Regions from separate parts of the Sus scrofa genome. Here region 1 is linked to region 2. A link is a contact called in public HiChIP or PLAC-seq data. All regions are on one chromosome and are shown on one strand. Each heading gives the region's core, a stretch centred on a gene start, on an enhancer-like site or on the middle of the called end of the contact. The rest is flanking DNA. Distances are from core to core; before and after follow the strand shown.

Region 1 (2,700 bases), core at 159-2,658, 1.1 Mb after region 2:
AAAAAGGGCAAGGCCTGGAAGAAGCAGGCCACGCAGCAGCAGCGTGCGAGCGCCGGCCAATCGCGCGCTGCGCTGAGGCCGACGTCATTGGTTGCGGGAGCGGCGTCCTCCACCTCCGCAGAAGAGAGCCGCCCAGAGCGGAGGGTAGAAGCTGGGCGACAGTTGGGGACCTCTGCCCGTGCCAACCCTCCTTCCCGGGCCCTCGGTCCCCTCACCGGTCGCCGACTAGCTCCTCGGACACCGCGAGGGTCCCACTCAGCTGGCTCGCCGAACCCCGCCTCCCGGACTGGAGGACTGGGACGAGGAACGAAGGGAAGGACCTGACCGAGCGCTGGGCCGCCAACTGGGGGGAGCTGCGAGGCGTCTCGTGATAGGGGGTCACGCTCTAGTCCCGTTCTCCCGGGTTGGCCAGTGGTCGGCCTCATGCTGGCTGCGTCACGGGTTGCTGGGAAAACTAGGAAACGAAAGAAAACGCCTCTAACGGTTCAGAGTTGCAGGCCCAGGCAGGAATCCCACTAAGGGGGCGGAGCTAATGGGCTCTCAGGGAGACTCTGGTCCTGCCTCCCTCCTTTGTCAAGGCCCCGCCTTCTTCTCAGGATTAACCAATCCCTGCCTCCTCCTTTGTCCACTCCCCGCCCTGAGGAAAAAGCATTGAACCTTGCACACCGCCTGGGTGCCCAGTGGAGGAGTCAGTACCCTGGTTTGATGTTCTTGTGGCTTACGTGAGCCCACTGGCCACCAAAGGGTGTCCCTGCAGGTGCTGCAGTCGGGGTAGTGGTCCCCGGAGCGGAGTAGTTTTCGGGGCCACCCATTTGACTAGTCCTTGCAAGTAAATTATGATTTCTTACGGTGAGGTCAGACTTAGCTTAATCCTCGCCACAGCCTTGCCACTGGAGGCACCCACAAGTTAATGACCATCCAGGGTCTCACTGCCCGGGTTGTGGGGACTCCTGGCCAGCTGTTGCTCCAAGAGCTTGCTGGCTGAGCTGTCTGCAATGTTTTGTTCCACTGAGATGTGCTATTAGTGTTGTTTTCTGGAAACACAAGGGAAGGAGACCATTCCCTCTTCAGGGCTGCCAAATGATGGTTCTCAGGACCCTTCTTTACCAGTTCTAAGCTTCCTTTTGAAGTCACTTGTTACCACATATCCTGTCACCCATCCAGAGCTTCTGCCCCTCTGCTCTGCCCCTAAATCATTGTACTTCCATCCCGCAAGCCTTTCTGCCGGCTTTTCCTAACAAACCTATGCAACCAGCTCCCATATTATGAAATGGAATATACCAGAACCCAAGAAAACCTTTTGGACCACTTCTTGTCTCTACTATACAAAGAGTAACCATAACCCCAATACCATAAATAGTATTGGCTAATTTATAGTTTTGACTTTATATACATGGACGCATACTCTGCAATTTTTTGAGTCTGATTCATTTGCTTAAATTTTTATTAATTCATTTTGAGTATGATTATAGCTAGTTCATTTTTGTTGCTGTATAGTATTCTATTGTGTGAATGTACCATAATTTATTCACCCATTTTACTGAATAAATACAGCTGATGGACATTTGGGTTGTTTCTAGTTTTGGGCTTGTATTGGTTTCCTAGAGCTGCACAGTAAAGTGCCATAGACTTTGTGGCTTAAATCACATAAATTTATTTTCTCTCATTTCTGGAGGCTAGAAGTCTGAGGTTGAGTGTCAGCAGGGTTGGTTCTTTTGGAAGGCTATGAGGAAGAATCTATTCCTTGCTCTCCGCTTAACTTCTGTTGTTTTTGGAACACTCTTCTACTCTGCTTTTAATTCTGCCCATTCTTAAAAGTTTAGTCAAATGCCATTTCCATAAACCTATGCTGGAATGCCCTTCTTCCCCATGGTTTAAGGGAAAGGCTTTGCTCTACTCATAAACAGTGCCCTGAATCATGAGCACAGTGCCCGCTCATCACAGATGCTGACCCACATGTAGAGCAGCATGATATAAGGAGTACATGTCTGGCAGCAGCAGGCAAGGAAGTGGAAAACAGAGACCTAGGATGCAGACTTAGGGTGATGAGGGCCTGAACCAGGAAGAGATGCAGGTAGGAGATACAGAAGTGGAAAACATGCTTGAAGTAAAGTACCATACACTTTAAGGTAGTATTGTATAGAGGATGACTAGTTGAGGATAATTCCAAAACCTTTTAAGCCAGAGAAATAGACTAATAAAGATATTTCTGGACTCACTGTGCAGTATTGAGGGACACTAGCCAATTTCAAAGGAGCGACTAGGATGGTGACAAATACGTTACTTAACTAAATGGGCTGAGAACATATAATCTGGAAAAGAGAAACCTGTATACCATGCCTGACTACAAAGACTGTTCATCCAATGAGTCTGTATTTATTTATTTATTTATTTATTTTTTTTGTCTTTTTGTTGTTGTTGTTGTTGCTATTTCTTGGGCCCCTCCCGTGGCATATGGAGGTTCCCAGGTTAGGGGTTGAATCGGAGCTGTAGCCACCGGCCTACGCCAGAGCCACAGCAACGCTGGATCCGAGCCGCGTCTGCAACCTACACCACAGCTCACAGCAACGCCGGATCGTTAACCCACTGAGCAAGGCCAGGGACCGAACCCGCAACCTCATGGTTCCTAGTTGGATTCGTTAACCACTGCGCCACGACGGGAACTCCTGAGTCTGTATTTATTGAGAATTTGTTCTCTCA
Region 2 (2,700 bases), core at 83-2,582:
GGGTCTTGAGTTGGCATTCTTTGTGTGGCCCCATTATGGCAGTCCCAAGAGGCCTGGAAGTCCATGCTTACCGAAGCAGGCTGCCCTTGGCTGCCATTCCTCCTGAGAGCCCCTGCAGCAGGTGAAGCCCCAGGGTCAGTCACACGGCCAGTGGGATGACCTGCTAGGCAAGGAAATAAGAGATCTTTCTAAAAGGCATGCTTTTTCTTTTTTTTTTGTTTTTTGTTTTTTGTTGTTGTTGTTGCTATTTCTTGGGCCGCTCCCGCGGCATATGGAGGTTCCCAGGCCAGGAGTTGAATCGGAGCTGTAGCCACCAGCCTATGCCAGAGCCACAGCAACGCGGGATCCGAGCCGCGTCTGCAACCTACACCACAGCTCTGGGCAACGCCGGATCGTTAACCCAATGAGCAAGGGCAGGGACCGAACCCGCAACCTCATGGTTCCTAGTCGGATTCGTTAACCACTGCGCCACGACGGGAACTCCAAGGCATGCTTTTTCATAGAATTGATCCTTACCCAATTCCAGACAGGAACAAAAAGCAGTTTCTGACAGATATTACAAGATCAGTGCCAGTCTCTCCCAATATCCTATCAGGTTTTCAGCCTTGAAATTGGCAACAGAATCAAATGGAAGATTTCTGATCTGCAGATGACCCAGTCCTACTCCCAAAGACTCTGACTCAATCTGCAGCAGGGCCCGGGCCCATTCTGGTAGGTTGCTGAGTCGGGGAAGCCATTCTGAAGATGTAATGCAACGTAAATGGTGAAGACTAGCTTTTACCATGTTTTCCAAGGTCATTTCATTTCACAAAATCCAACGAGATAAGGATTATAAAAGGGGAGCTCAAGCTTGCTAAGCTTGGGTTTCCGCGGTGACAAACCAGTTGTTTCAAAGGCCTCACCACTGAGATCGTGGACATGAAGACCCAGAAAAGAATCCTCCCGGCCAAGATAGGCAAGCTTGCCTGGCTATACCTTGTCAGGGCAGGGCATCTGCAGGCCTCTCTCCGCCTTAAGAAGTGATTTGGCAGGCAAATGAAATGCTATAAACATCTCAAAAAATGCCCGCTCATCCTCTCGCCCTCGCGTTCCCGAGGCTCATGGCGGGGCCCAGACCCTCCCTTGGAGGAAGACATCCAAGCCCACGTGACACCGACTTGCCACTCTCACCGGCTCCGAGGCGGCCTCGAGGACCAGCGGCCTGGCTACCACTGACGAATCAGGTGCGGGACTGACCGAAGCCGGGGACACCCGCACTGCACACCAAGCTTCCAGTCCTCGTGCGGCTCCGCCGCGAAGTGACTCGCAGCGCCGACTTACGGCCTTGAGAGGCGGGGCGAGACCAGCGCCGCTCTGACTTACGGCTGGCCGAGGCGCATCCGGCGCCCCGCTGACGTATTTTGATGGAAGGCGAGGGGCGGGAGCGGCGCGGCGCTGTGACGTATGTTCCCGCAGGCGGCAGCTGCGGCCCCTGATGCTGCGGCGCCCGCTGGCCGGGCTGGCGGCTGCAGCCCTGGGCCGGGCCACCTCGGACGGTGAGTGGCGGCCCCTCACAGCGGGCAGAGGTCTGGGCGCTTGCAAGCCCCGCGAGGGTTTTCCTGGGGTGTCGGGCCCCGGGCTGGCGTTTCGCGGTCCGAATCCGCCGCGGAGAGGGGGGGAACACAGCAGCTCACGTGTGAGTCGCCCCCCCGCCCCCGCGCCTGCTGAGCGCCAGTGCCGTGGACCTTCCTCAGGGACTCATAGCTGTGCTCGTGCATTGTTATTCACCAGCCACCCGAACTGCCCTCGGCTTCCCTCAGGGTTGCAGCGCTCCATCCTAGAGCGAGCGAGCAAGGCAGGAGACACGGTCTTCAGGGAGCGCATCTTTTTATGGGGGCAGATTTACTCCTTTTAAAGGGCTTCCCTTTATTTTCAAGTTGTATTCTGTGTGTTAGAGTTGCTTTTGGTAGTTATTATTTTTATTTACACAAATTAAAAGCTGGTTCCTCTGTCAGTCCTCAAAATGTAGGAAGAAATTCTTCTGGCACGGGAAGCTCCAGACAGTTTGTAAAACCCCCGCAGCCTCAGGACTTCTTGCTGGAAGCCATTGTGCAGGATGCGGAGGGGCGGAGAGGGGAAGCAACCTGACCCCCCTCCCCAAGGTGGGCCACACAGCAGAACAGAATACCCTGGGAGATAAGGGTTTTGAAGGCCTTGAGGTGACTCTTGGTATGGCACAGTCCCCGAAGTTCCGACTCTCTCACCTGGCTTTTGGAAATGTGTGGTCTACCTTGAGTTAAAGGGGAGCAGCAGAAACAGTTGGGAAATTCTCCAGATAGTCCAGCTCTGGTGCTGTGTTCCCTTCCCACCGCATATTGCAAACCCGGGGTGGGGGTTTGGGGAGATTCTGGGTAGGCAGAACTGATTGCTTCAAGGACTCCCAGCCAGGAGGGCCCCCAAGACTGCTGCAGGTTCCTGGCCTGCCCCACTGCTGGACATTGCAGTTATGAGTACTCCATACAGGAGCAGGTTGTTGGCCTTCCTGACTCCTGGGCATGGTAGTTGGGGTTCATTTTTCCTCAGGACAAGACACCCCAAGTGTAGGTTATTGGAGCTCCCCATCTGCAATTCTTAGACATTGTCTTGGGAGCTGTGAGAGAGAGTGAGCCTCCTTCATCCAAGTGCTGGTTTGGGGAGGAGCATTGAGGTGTGCCTCACCTG

What was found. HiChIP or PLAC-seq counts read pairs in DNA pulled down with a chosen protein or histone mark.
Region 1: a contact with region 2 is called in an H3K27ac HiChIP or PLAC-seq map of alveolar macrophages. The contact joins the promoter of ZNF672 here to the promoter of MRPL55 in region 2. A contact is called at or near these places in 1 of 5 promoter capture datasets (liver) and 1 of 2 datasets of contacts at active chromatin or transcription factors (alveolar macrophages).

The regions. Positions count from the first base shown.
Region 1 is chr2:52,311,869-52,314,568 of Sscrofa11.1, forward strand. It overlaps ZNF672 (zinc finger protein 672), which reads right to left and starts at 1,409. Exons shown (of 4, transcript XM_005661167.3): 1 at 216-1,409.
Region 2 is chr2:51,246,262-51,248,961 of Sscrofa11.1, forward strand. It overlaps MRPL55 (mitochondrial ribosomal protein L55), which reads right to left and starts at 1,333. Exons shown (of 4, transcript NM_001244964.1): 1 at 1,171-1,333; 2 at 72-160. The coding sequence starts at 97. It overlaps GUK1 (guanylate kinase), which reads left to right and starts at 1,404. Exons shown (of 8, transcript XM_003123613.4): 1 at 1,404-1,535. The coding sequence starts at 1,475.